Linked DNA regions of Sus scrofa: region 2 is linked to region 1. Evidence: chromatin contacts called from public Hi-C data. All regions are on one chromosome and are shown on one strand. Each heading gives the region's core, a stretch centred on a gene start, on an enhancer-like site or on the middle of the called end of the contact. The rest is flanking DNA. Distances are from core to core; before and after follow the strand shown. Region 1 overlaps RAVER2 (ribonucleoprotein PTB-binding 2). Region 2 holds the start of CACHD1 (VWFA and cache domain-containing protein 1).

What was found. A called contact is a pair of places that touch in the nucleus more often than the background predicts.
Region 2: a Hi-C map of omental adipose tissue shows a contact between it and region 1, with 1.6 times the contacts expected there. The contact joins the promoter of CACHD1 here to the enhancer-like site in region 1. A contact is called at or near these places in 7 of 47 Hi-C or Micro-C datasets (embryonic fibroblasts, fetal heart ventricle, fetal skeletal muscle and 4 more) and 1 of 2 datasets of contacts at active chromatin or transcription factors (skeletal muscle).

Annotation. Positions count from the first base shown.
Region 1 is chr6:147,588,868-147,595,770 of Sscrofa11.1, reverse strand. The region is part of intron 11 of RAVER2 (ribonucleoprotein PTB-binding 2); the gene reads left to right. Among named protein-coding and RNA genes, the nearest start is that of RAVER2, 130 kb to the left of the region's middle. Within about 2 kb of position 2,985, at least 2 of the 83 cell types and tissues checked have an H3K27ac peak or open chromatin away from gene starts, as enhancers often do. A contact at or near this core is called in omental adipose tissue, where this site is marked.
Region 2 is chr6:148,006,403-148,013,227 of Sscrofa11.1, reverse strand. It overlaps CACHD1 (VWFA and cache domain-containing protein 1), which reads left to right and starts at 2,312. Exons shown (of 28, transcript XM_021096540.1): 1 at 2,312-3,171. The coding sequence starts at 2,932.

The sequences.
Region 1 (6,903 bases), core at 1,736-4,235:
GCTGCAGTTTTCTTCTCCCGTGTTCTAGTATCACGCTAGAGTGTTTAAAAACCTATTCTGATAGAGAGTTGCAGTCTTCTGGTTCTTTCCGTGTCTTTAGCACTTTACTCCAAGTTTTGTGTCCTTTTGCCCTTTCTGTTTCTGCTTGAAGAGCTCCTTTCAACATCTCTTACAGGGCCAATCCAGTGTTGATGAACTCCCTTGGCTTTTGTTTGTCTGGGAAAGCTTTTACTTCTCCTTCGTTTCTGAATGATAACTTGCTGGATGGAATATTCTCGCCTGATGGTTTTTATCTTCCAGTTTTTTGAGAATGACCCCTCTCTCTTGGCCTGTAGAGTTTCTGCCAAGAAATCTGCTGATAGTCTAATGGGAGTTCTTTCGTGAGTTACCATCCTTTTTTGCCCTTGGCTGCCTTTAAAATGATTTGTCATTGACTTTTGACAGTTGTAATATAATGCATCTTACTTAGGGAAGCTCTTTTTTTTTGTGCTGAGGTAATCAGACATTCTCTTAGCTACATGTATATCCAGTTCCTTCCCCAGGTTTGGGAAGTTCTCAGCTATTATTTGTTTAAATAAACTCTCTGTTCACTTCTCCCTCTTTCCTCCTGGGATACCCATTATCCTAATGTTGCCCTTTCTGGAAGAGTTGGATAGGATTCTTAGAGGTTCCTCATTTACCCCTAGATTTTAATCCTCTTTATTCTTTTGCCTGGATCATTTCTATATTTTTGTCTTCAAGCTTACTGATTTTCTCTCCCATAAGGTTCTTCTATATCCAATGCTTTCTAAGGCATTCTTCATCTTATTTATTGAGTTCTTTAGCTCCAGAATTTGGTTCTTCTTTAAAGTTTGTCTCTATAGTAAAGTATTCCTTGTGTTCATTAATTTTATTCTTGAGCTCATTGAATTGCCTTGAATTTCTTCATGGCAGCTATTTTTGAGATCTCTCTTGTTAGATCACAGTATTCCATGACTTTAAGTTTGGTTTATAGAGAATTTTCATTTTCTTTTTTGAATACAATGTTACAGAGGGTTTTCACGATGCTTGTTGAGTTGTTCCTCTGCTGGTGCATTTGAAGTAATAAACACCTTTCTTCTTAAGGTATAACTTTTTTTACTTGATTCTAAGGATTCAACAATTTATCACTAATTCTCAGAGAAATGCAAATCAAAACCTCTATGAAGTACCACCTAACACCTGTCAGAATGGCTACCATTAGTAAGTCTACAAACAACAAATGCTGGAGAGGGTGTGGAGAAAAGGGAACCCTCCTACACTGTTGGTGGGAATGTAAATTGGTACAACCACTATGGAAAACAGTATGAGGTACCTCAGAAAACTAAATATAGAACTTCCATATGATCCAGCTGTCCCACTCTTGGGCATATATCTGGACAAAACTTTTCTTGAAAAAGATAACATGCACCCGTATGTTCACCGCAGCACTATTCACAGTAGCCAAGACACGGAAGCAACCTAAATGTCCATCAACAAATGATTGGATTAAGAAGATGTGGTACATATAAACAATGGAATACTCCTCAGCCATAAGAAAGAACAAAATTATGCCATTTGCAGCACCATGGATGGAACTAGAGACTTTTACACTAACTGAAGTAAGTCAGAAAGAGAAAGACAAATAGCATATGATATCACTTATATCTGAAATCTAAAATATGGCACAAAGGAACCTTTCCACAGAAAAGAAACTCATGGACATGGAGAACATACTTGTGGTTGCCAAGGGGGAAGGGGAGAGATTGGGATGGACTGGGAGTCTGAGGTTAATAGATGCAAACTATTGCATTTGCAGTGGATAGGCAATGAGATCCTGCTGTACAGCTCCGGGAGCTATATCTAGTCACTTATGATAGAACATGATGGAGGATAATGTGAGAAAAAGAATATATGTGTGTGTGTGTGTGTGTGTGTGTGTGTGTGTGTGTGTGTGTATGTATGTGTATGACTGGGTCCCTTTGCTGTACAGTAGAAATTGACAGAACTCTGTAAATCAACATATAATGGAAAAAATAAGAATCATAAAATAATTTTTTTTTGTCTCTTTAGGGCCTCACCCACAGCATATGGAGGTTCCCAGGCTAGGGGTCAAATCCGAGCTGTAGCCACTGGCCTACGCCAGAGCCACAGCAACGCAGGATTCGAGCAACATCTGCAACCTGCACCACAGCTCATGGTAATGCCAGATCCTTAACCCACTGAGTGAGGCCAGGGATCGAACCCTCATCTTCATGGATGCTAGGTGGCTTTGTTAACTGCTGAGCCACAACGGGAACCTCTTTTTTTTTTTTTTTTTAATTTTATTTTAGGAGTTCCCGTCGTGGCCCAGTGGTTAACGAACCCACCTAGCATCCATGAAGACACGGGTTTGATCCTGGCCTCGCTCGGTGGGTTAAGAATCTGGCATTGCCGTGAGCTGTGGTGCAGGTCACAGATGGGGCTCGGATCCTGCGTTGCTGTGGCTCTGGCGTAGGCCAGAAGCTGTAGCTCTGACTGAACCCCTAGCCTGGAAACTTACATGTGCCAAGGTGCGGCCCTAAAAAAACAGCCAAAAAAAAAAAATCACAGGGCTCTCCTTTGTTTTCCAGTAGGTGGCACTGTAGCACAAGTATTTAGTTTTCTTACCTGCGCTGCTTCTGGTTGTTTGTGAGAGTTGGTGCTTTAAGGTCTGTCAGGGGAGTTGCCCACTTTCTGCTGGTGCCTCTAAAGTCTTGGTGTTGATGGTGTCACCCTCCTGAGGCACTGGGATGGGAGATGCTTCTGCTATGTCCCAAATCTCTTGAATTGCAGACTCTGCTACTGTTGGGGAGGTGAGTGGTCAGCTGGGGTCACAGGCACCTGTACAATGTCAGAGGTTGTAGAGTTCCAAGGTGCCACCACTGTGGGCAGGTGGTAGGGAGCTGGAGGCTGCCTGTGTGGCTGAAGAGATAGGACACAGCCCCCACTGCTGTTGCTGCCAGGTTACCTCTGGCTGTGAACACCACCATGCTGGGGAGGCTGGAGTTTGTATGCTGCTTTCCCTGCTGCTCCTGGGTTCTTTGGGCCTGCAGGCTCAGCTGCTGTGGCTGGAGGGCAGGTACTGCTTCTGCTGTTCCCATTTTCACCTCCTCTTTGTGTTCCAGTCCACCCGCTTTGGGATGCACAGATGTGTGGAATGTGGACTTCTCTAGCATCCTAGTGTGTTGGGCAGAGGTGCCTTTGTTGAGTTGTGGATGTTTAGCTGGTTGTAGATTGACCGGGAAAGGCAAAGGGAATGCCTCACCCTGGCACAGTGCTGACATCACTCAAGTTTTGATTTTTTTTTTTTTTTTTTCTTTTAGGGCCCCACCCTCGGCACATGGAGGTTCCCAGGCTATGGGCTGAATCGGAGCTGTAGCCGCCAGCCTACACCACAGCCACAGCAACACCAGATCCGAACCACATCTGCAACCCTCACCACAGCTCACGGCAGTGCCCCCAGATCCTTAACCCACTGAGCCAGGCCAGGGATTGACCTGCATCCTTGTGAATTCTAGTCGGGTTCATTAACCACCGAGCCATGAAGGGAGCTCCAAGTTTTGATTTTGATGTCCCAGTTTATATCTCTTTATCTTATGTGTCCTTTACCAATGGTTTGAGTTATTTTTACAACTTTTCATGCTAGCTTTATCAGTGATTACTTCTCTACAATATTATATTACTCTGAATTTTACCATATATTTATCATTACCAATGAGATTTATACTTTCATATTTCTTTGTTTTTTAATATATATATAGCTTATATACACACATATATATATATATATATATTTTTTTTTTTTGGTCTTTTTGCCTTTTCTAAGGCCACTCCCATGGCATATGGAGGTTCCCAGGCTAGGGGTCTAATCAGAGTTGTAGCCACCAGCCTACACCAGAACCACAACAACGTGGGATCCGAGCCGTGTCTGCGACGTATACCACAGCTCACACCAACGCCAGATCCTTAACCCACTGAGTAAGGCCAGGGACCGAACCCATAACCTCATGGTTCCTAGTCAGATTCGTTAACCACTGCGCCACGACGGGAACTCCTCTTTGTGTCATTAAATGGTACCCTTTCTTTCAGTTGAAAGAATTCCCTTTAACATTTCTTGTAAGATCTGTTTAGTGGTGATGAAATCCTTTTGGTTTTGCTTGTCTGGAAAGCTCTTCATCTTTCCTTCAATTTTGAAGGACAGCTTTGCCAGATAGAAAATTCTTGGTTGGCAGCTTTTTCTTTCAGCGTTTTGAAAGTATTGTTCTGGTCTGAAATGTTTTTGCTGAAAAATCTGCTGATGTCTCATGAGTCCTTGTACGTAACAAAGTTGTTTTTTTTTTTTTTTTTTTCTTGCTGTTTTTAAGTTTCTCTCCTTGTCTAACTTTTTTAAAAATCATCGTGTGTCTTGGTATGAGTGTCTTTGGGCTTATCTTAGTTGGAACTCTCTGGATTCCTAGATCTTTACATCTGTTTCTTTCTCCAGGTTAGGGAAGGTTTCAACCATCATTTCTATTATTTTTTTTTTTTTTTTGTCTTTTGTCTTTTGCCTTTTTAGGGCCGCACCTGCAGCATATGGAGGCTCCCAGGCTAGGGGTCTAGTCAGAGTAGCCTCCGGCCTACGCCAGAGCCACAGCAACGTGGGATCCAAGCCACACCTGTGACCTACACCACAGCTCACAGCAATGCCAGATCCTTAACCCACTGAGCAAGGCTAGGGATCAAACCCGCAACCTCATGATTCCTAGTCGGATTCGCTTCTGCTGTGCCATGATGGAAACTCCCATCATTTCTTTAATAACTTTTCTTTCTTTTTTCCTTTTGGGACTTTTATCATGTAAATGGTGGTCTGCTGGATAGTGTCCTATAAGTCCCTTTAAGCTATCTTTACCTTTTTTTCATTCTTTTTCTTTTTTTTTATTATTATTATTATTTTTTTTAATTTTTCGGCCTGTTGACATCCATCCCCATTTCCTTTTTTTTTTCTTTTTTTTTTTGTCTTTTTTTTGCTATTTCTTGGGCCGCTCCTGCGGCATATGGAGGTTCCCAGGCTAGGGGTCGAATCGGAGCTGTAGCCACCGGCCTACGCCAGAGCCACAGCAACGTGGGATCCGAGCCGTGTCTGCAACCTACACCACAGCTTACGGCAATGCCTGATCGTTAACCCACTGAGCAAGGGCAGGGACCGAACCCGCAACCTCATGGTTCCTAGTCGGATTCGTTAACCACTGCGCCACGACGGGAACTCCTCATTCTTTTTCTTTTTGCTGCTCTGATTGGATGATTTCCATTGCCCTGTTTGAGTTCACTGATCATTTCTTCTGCTTCCTGTAGTCCGATGTTGAGTATTGTATTTTCTTGTATTGTGTTTTTCAGTAGTAGTACTATTTTTCAGTTTAGCTTATCTTCTTTAGGTCAGTGGTTCTGAACCTTCACCTGCTGCACTACCAGGGACCTCTGGTACTTTCTTGTATTTTCTATCTCTGTTTACATTCTCAGTTTGTTCATCCATTGTTTTCCTGAGCTTAGTCAGCATCTTTATTGCCATTATTTTGACTTCTTTATAAAGTAAACCACAGATCTCAATTTCATTAAATTTTTTTTCGGAGGTTTTATCTTGTTCTTTCATTTGGAACATATTCCTCTGTTATGTCCCTTTCTTTGATTGTCTGTGTTGGTTTCTAAGCATTAGATAAAATACATGCCTCTCCCAATCTCGGAGCCATGGCCTCCTGTAGGAGATGAACCTTACCATTCACTCCTGCCCTAGCTCCTGGTTGTCTTTCTAACCTATGGCTGTCCAAGCAGCCTACTTTATACTTAGTGGCTCCCAGGAGTTGCGGGTGTGCCAAGACCTGTCAGTGGTCCAGCGGGAGGATCTCACTCAGCACCTAGATTCAGGCTGACTGGAAGCAGACCTTGAGGCAGCAGCTTTTAAAATATGAAAAATTTAAAAAAAACCTATTTCAGTAGCATCGAGAACTATGTCTAGATACTTACATCACAACTATGTCTAGATACTTACATACGTAGATACCACGACAATGGGAGGAAAAAGCATGTATACATGTATGTGTAACTTGGTCCCCATGCTGTACTGCTGAAAAAAATAAAATAATACATTAAAAAAATAAAATCTAAAAAATAAATAAACCTAGTGGCTTGAGTATAGCTAAAAACAAACAAACAAACAAAAAAACCTATTTCAGGGGAAGACCAGGAGATGGCCATGTGTCTGCTTCCTCTGCAATGAGCCCTGTGGTGATAGCTGTTAAGAACTGTTTCTTTGTTTGCCACCATCCCACTGAACCTCTGAACAGAAGTCTTGCCAGCCACCATAGCCAGGCAATCAGAGTGTCCCCTAGGCAGCAGCTACAAAACCCAGGGCATCAGACATGTTCACAAGCTCCTTCCTCAGAGACAGAGGTAACCTCAAGGGAGGCACAGGAGAAGCTGAAGGTGGCACCTGCTAGGCCCCCCCCCCCCGTTGGAGAGTATTTTAGTAGCCCCCTTAAATGTAGTTATTAGATGTCTGCCCCTCAAGTTGAAGCTTAAGATAAGGAAATACTGGACGTTCTTCCTTTGACTGCCTCTGCCCTGGGCCCAGGGGTGGATGATCTGTGTGAGCCCTTGAGGAAGTGTTTCTCTGCCCGCGATAGCCTTGCAGGTCTTGTGGATGCAAGCCCTCTTGGATTTCCAAGCTGGATATTTTGGGGGCTCATCTCAGGTACAGGTCTTAAAAACTGAAGCGCCACCCAATGTTCATAGTGGCACATTTGACAATGGTATTATTCTACTGCAATATACATATATGCAGTAGAATACTACTCAGCTATTAAAAACAAATTAATGCCATTTGCAGCAGCCTGGATGGAACTAGAGATTATC
Region 2 (6,825 bases), core at 1,063-3,562, 420 kb before region 1:
TTGGCTGTGTCCATGGTATGCAGAAGTTCCTGGCCCAGGGATTGACCCCTGCCATAGCAGTGACCCAAGTTACTGCAGTGACGTCTGATCTGTAACCTACTGAGCCACCAGGGAACACCTAGAAAGGTGATTTTGGTTTCAGCATGGAGCACAGAAGGATGGGGGTGTGGTGGACTGCGTGGAGACCAGAGCCTGTAGCCATAACACAGGTTGGCCGTGATAAGGAGCTGCAGTCAGCCAATGGGATACAGATGGAGAGCAGGGGATGGATAAGTGAGATATACAGGGAGTGGATGTAGGAAGGGAGGTATCTAGCTTGGAGAGGGGTGACATCCACCCGGATTTGCGGTGGGGTATCGATTTAGGTGGAAAGCAGGAGAAATCTAAAATGAGTTTGAATTCAAGTGTATCTAGTAGAGAAGTCAGCAAGCAGCTGGAATTTGGGAAATCCCTCTGAAACGGTAGATAAATTTTGTTTAGAAGTTTGCAACATTCTGATGTTGTGGTGATAATTGAAGGCATGAGCATTCTCAAAAAAAAAAAAAAAAAGTAAAAAAAGAAGACATAGAATTAGAATCCCAAGAAGTAGGACTCCAGGAAGTAACTGTACAAAGCGTATGGGTGAAGATGGAGAAACCATTTTGAAATCATTTCAGAAGGATGGATTTGAGATGTGTGACAATTTTCATTATAGTAAACTTGAAGAGCCAAAGATCAATAATGTTAGCTGCCATTTATCACTTTTGTTTTTTGTTTTTCTCTTCCGCTTACCACATAGACTAGCATGTTTCCTATCACTAATTAATTATCATGGGCAACGGTCTAACAATAAAAAATAGAAGTTATAGGATCATCTTGCTACCAAATGTCGGTTCAACTCTGGGATAGAAGACAACAGATAGATTTCTTTTGATCCCATCATGAATTCAAGAATCATTTTTTACAGAATCTACTTTGTGCTTGGTACCGAGTGAAGGGTGGGTGATGGAAAGGTGGACTGGTCCTTGCCCTCAATAAGCTTGCCTTTGTTCCAGGATGTGTTATGTAACATGAGCACTGCAGATAATAAATGATGGTGTTCCAAGAGTCCCCTGTGCATCTCTCAAAGGGGCCTGGAATGGAGAGTGTAACAAAATGAAAACGCATCGTACAGCAGAGACCACACAGACTAGGGAATTCAGAACTAAGAAACAATCACTAGACAAAAGGGACCAGGGAAAGCTTACAGAAGGTGAGTTTTTAATACAGTGTAGTCAGAACAGTACAGCAGAAGGTTTTGCTGTAAAGTGAAGAGAACACCAAATCCAGGTTTGAATCCTGCTATGGCTCTGGAGGTAGCCTTCATCTTCCTGGAGGTGGCTGTGTCCTCTAGGAACCCACCAGCAGGAACCTAATGAAGCTTGGAAGGATATCGGTTTTACCACCCCCATCTCCCACCCCATCCCCTTGTTCTAGGTGCTTCCAACAGGTGATTTCTCTGAGAGCCTGGGCCAGGAGTGAGAAGGTGCCAAGTATTCTGCCTTCCCGTGTTTCAGAGGAGAGATTGTGGGGCAAATTCCACCTCAATAGTTTTGTGGGGGTTTGTTTGTTTGTTTTTTGCTGTTGATGGGATCCAGTGGTTCATTTCCAAAGAGAACCTGAAAGAACTCTGTCCTATTTAAGAGCAAGAGCCTCGGATCTGCTTAAATTCTGGATTTGCTTCTTATCCCCTGGGTGACCTTCGGCAATTTATTCCACCTCTCTAAGCCTCGGTCTTTGTTACCTAAAATTTTGGGATAAAGATACGTACCTCACAGGGATGTGGTGGGGATTAAGGATAATGTATACAAACCCCAGAGCACTGAGCGGGGCACACAGTAGTTGGTTAAAAAAAAGAAAAAAAGAAAAAAAAAATCTGCTGATCCAACGATTGCTAGCTATTGTTATTAATAACATCGAAGAAAAGCAGGGAACGCACAAAAACGCCAGTCTCCTCCTTTCCCAATCTCTGCCAGGCAGAAAGCCAGCGTCCTAGAACTTAAAGGGACTTTCGATGGGTGGGATCTTGAGCGGGTGGGACCCCAGAGTCCCTCGCGTGAGGGCGGAGGCGGAGGGAGGCGGTGAGAGCCGGGGTGGGTGGCAGTCCCGGGCGACCAGAAGGCCCCAGTGACCCCCGACCCGGGCTGGGCTGGTACCCAAGCCGAGAGCCTGCCCTAGGGCCCGCGGTGTCTCGAGGGGCCGGTTCTAAGGCGGGAGCGGGGAGAGAGAGGAGGGGCGACCGGGGAATGTCCCCGCCTCTCTCCCTGCTTCCATAAATCACCGCAGCCGCGGCGGCGGCCGCGCCGGGAAGTGCACGGAGCCGGAGCGCAGCGTGGTGGCACCAGACACCTCCCTTTCCCAGCCGCTGGCTTTCTTCAGTGGTTTTTTTTTTTTTTTTTTTCTTTCTTTCTTTTTTTTTTTTTTTTAAACCTCCCCTCTCCCTCCTCGCTCGGGTGGCTGCCCCTGCCTCGCAGCGCGATCGCCGCTCCTCCTCCGCGGGTGCAGCCGCCCGCCCTCGCCGCCGCCTCGCTCGGCCGGAACCCGCGGGAAGCGAAAGCTCGGCGGCTTCGCCTTGTCAGCCCCGCGGCCGCGCACCGGGTGCAGACGCCGCGGCTCTGCCCGTCTCCCGCCACCCCGCGGGGGCCGCGCCGGCGCCGGGGTCCCGGGGACGACTGGGGCGGCCGCTTCCTCTCCGGCCGCGGCCGCGGGAGCCCGGCGATGGTGGCCGCCCGCGCTCCCGCGCCGTAGCCGGGCGCCCCCTAAGTTTGGGAGCCGCCGCGGCGCGGGGAGGCGACTGCAGAAGGGCGAGAAAGTTTTACGGGGTGCGCCGAGCGGGCCCTGGGCGCACCTCCCGGGGCTCCCTCCCCGCTTCCCGGTGCCTGGAGCCCGTCGGCGGGGAGTGGGGGAGGCGGCATGGCCCGTGAGCCGGAGGAAGAGGAGGCGGCGGGGGCCGCTGCCCTGGCCCGCGGGGGTCGGGGCTCGCTCCGCCGGATTGGGGCGCGGCGGCCGCCCCTCTGGCTGCTCTGCTTGGCGGCAGGCTGGCTGCTGGGCGCCGGGGCCGACGCCGACTTCTCCATCCTGGACGAGGCGCAAGTGCTGGCGAGCCAGATGCGGAGGCTGGCGGCGGAGGAGCTGGGGGTTGTCACCATGCAGGTAAGGGCCCCCTTCGCGCCCACGAACTTGCCAGGTATCCTGTCTGTCCCCGCGCAGAACCCGGTCCCACCCCCAGTCCTGGTCCCCTTGTGTGCTCACCAACGTCGCTGGCATGCCCAGAGCCCCCTTTTCCCGTACACCTCTGCCCTCTCCACGGACCCCTGACTACACATCAACTTCTCTTACAGGCACTTGGGCCCCCTTCTTTTTCTCCTCTCCAGAAGCCCCTGCCCTTTGCACCGCACCCACTCCCCCCCCCCCGGCACAGCTCCATGATCTCGACAGGATTCTCGGGTTCCCTCACACCTCCCTTGCTAATTTGCACGAATTACCCCGCCGTCTTGTGTTACCCCGCCACCCCTGCAAACTCCCCTTCCCTCTTTGTGTTCCCATCCCTGGGCAGACGGCCCCGCCTGGCTCAGACGACCTTCTTTCCCCTTGACTACCTCCTCGGGTCCCCCGACCGAGGCCCACCGATGGGCTCCGAGAGGGAAGGCACCGCCGCGTGCGCAGCTGCTCCAGGGCCACCTGGGTCCCGGCGGAGCGGCCGGGGGCGTGGACTCTGGGCTCCCTTTCCCGGCCCGGGTGCCCTGGGGGAGGGGCTGGCTTGGCAGACTCCGGGTAGATTTGCAGACTCGTCCCGCGTGGGGGACTTCTTTGGTGCTTTCCGCTGTTGCTGCTGTCGGTTGCGGGCTGTCCGCTCTCTTTTTTTGTTGTGTGTATGCCTTTTGGCGGGGAGGAAGAAGGGAGCATCGTGGCTAAGAGTCGCCTTTCTCTAAATTGTTTACCAGGTCCGTCCTCCCCAGGAGAGGAAGGGGGGGGGCTAAGGAAAGAGTGCCCGAGGCTAGTAAGGCATCCTGAAGATGTTACTCTTAAGGAACAGTAGTAAAAAAAAAAAAAAAAAAAAAAAAGGCTAAATAGCAACCACCTGGAGATTCCATCGCGCCCTTTTTTTAACCTCCTTGGCCGGAAAGGCCTGCTCCATTAGGAGGAGAGGCTGCGAAGACATCCCGAGTCCGAAACCTTTGCTCTGTCTCATCCTTTTGCCTATTCTAACCGCAATAATGGTGATAAATGTGGTCTTCGAAAGAGCGACGTTTCCAGGAATGTGTTCTTGGAATAGGTTTCTGATTTCGAGTCTATGCTGACCATCCTTCTACCTCCCACCGCGAGAGGTGTTTTAAGTCACTTGGGATTCAGGTTTCTGATTTTTTTTTTTTAAACCTCCCTCCCTCATCCCCCACCCACCACCCGAGTCCCTTCCCAGCATGATAGCGCCGTTCCAAGGACTTTTACCACTGTAGTAAAAGATGATTGGTTTTCTGTTTTTGTTGAGCGAAGCGAGGTTCAAGAGTGGATGGTTAGCCTGAAAGAGAATTCTGTGTTTATTTGTAGACACCGGCCCTGAAGTGCCATAGAGTCTGATTCTTCTTCATTTGCATAACAGTGGACAAGCTTTTCAGATAGGTCATTTAACTTTTCTTTGCAGATCTTTTAGATCCAGATTAAGTTATAATTTTTTCCATATGCCGTTTCTGATTTCTGGTGATTGCTGACAGAGTTCTTGGGAGTGAAGTGACTTTTAGAGGAAATGGCACTAAAATGTTAAGAAAAAACTAGGATTCTTTCCCCCCCCCCCCACTGATGACTGTTTAGTTAAGGGCACAAACAATTGTGTATTTGCATAGAGACCGTCTTTTAATAAAGGGAATTTAATACATTTGCAGTTTTGGACTGTGCTTGTAAGATTAGTAGATATTACCTTCATCCCATTATCAGTCTGGACAAGAGACTTGAGGGTGCCCCCCCACCCCATCTTCCTATAAGCTTAGGACCAGCTTTTTCTAAGATGCCGACAGTAGTTTTACTGTTTCTCACCCGATCCTTGACAAAAGGTGAAATCGGATCCCAACACATTGTCATTCAGGTAGGGATCCAAAGCAAATGTAGTTTTAAAAGGCTTCCCTGTTGAAAAGGAGACACTTTAGAAAAAAAGCGCTGAGCAGTGGGGGGTTTGTGCCCAAATGGCCCTTTATCTCCTTCCAACTGGCCTCTTTCTAACACCTTTGCAACCTCATTGTGGTAACTGGCCTCCCGGGGACAGGGTTTTGTCTGGCAAAATGTGAAGTGGCTTCTCTCCTTTTTTGAAAGGAGCAGCACTTACTGTATTTAAATTCCTCTTCTCGAGCCGTACATTGATCTGCCACTTGCCTCCATCTGGGAAAACTGGGGAGAGTTTTTTAATTTTGTTAGACTGCCAGCTTTTCAGGGGAAGGAACACTTATAAAATAACATCTAAGGCAGGTTAGATTTCTGGCCCCCAGAACAAAGGTTGCGAGCCTTACATTTTCCTCTATAAACCTCTGGGAGTTGCTCAATGGGCCTGAAATTATGTGGGTTTAGTTGCCTAAAGTGCAGATTATGCAGTCCCCCCCTTGTGACATGCTGGATTTTATAGCTGTGGTGCTAGTCTGTTGCTCAGAGGTAGGTAGACTCCTGTGGGCATTAAGGTGAGCAGGGTCAGACGTCCATCCTAGATACGAGGGGGTTGGAAAGAGATGAGGTCTCTTTGCAGGAAAAGAATGGCCTCCCTCGATTAAAGGATTGACTCCTTTCACTTGACCTTGGCGTTTCCAGCACAGGGCAGACCTTTCAGGACAGCATCCTCTTTGACAAAAAACTTTGCCCAGGTCCATTTAGACATTAAAAGCCTATTCCCAGACTTTTAAGTTGCTGCTGCCGAAATTCTCCAAAGACCGCTTTTAATTTTGAGAAATTGCAAAAGCAGCTCCCAAAGGAGGCCTGTCGCCGCCTCTCCAATGGCAGCCCATACTGCTCACAGGAGGTCGCAAGGAGTAATTTTACAAAAACAAAACCCAAGCCTTCTTTCAGCACCGTACTTTTCCCATGGCATCGTTTTTTGTGCTTGCTGAGAGAGAAGACAATTTGAAAAGCGGTCTATCTTAAAGATCTCAGAAAGGTTTTTCTCATGGAGGCTTGCCTGCTCATGTTTTTTTGGATGGGATGGTTCCTTTTTAGGAATGGACAAAATTAAAAAAAAAAAAATCTCTAAATGATTTACATCACCTAATTTTGCCAGTGCCCTGGGAAAGCCGCCACTGAATACTGCCCCCCTGGCAGCAGACCTCATACATCATGGGTAAAAGTCAAAAACCTAATCATCATCTCCTCAGGGGTCTGGTGGAGTGAAGCCATTGACATTGAGATCTGGGGAGCCGAGTGGCTGTGTCCTGGGAGCCTTGGCTCTGCTTTTTCATTCATGCCACAATTTTTTTTTTCCCCCTAGTCAAGGCACTCATGGAATGAAAAGAACTCCACGTTGGGTCATTGGCAACCTGGGTTCCAGCTCGGCCACTGTAGAAGTCAGGGGAGGTTTATCTGCAAAACTGGAGACGAGGATTTCTTCCCAAAGATTTGCACCGTGGGCTTTGTGGAGATACTGTGGGTGAGGGTCCCTGTTGGTGTGAAGCTGGCGCCGGGGACTTGTGATAGATGTAGGTAGTTGTTCTTAAGAGGGGAAATAGTCATTGAAAGCTGACTGGGCACAGAGCTCTATGGCAGGCAGGTGTTTGGGGGAGTTACAAGGAGGTGTAACAGCCACAGCCCCTTCAGGAGTTTTCAGTTTGGAGGAGG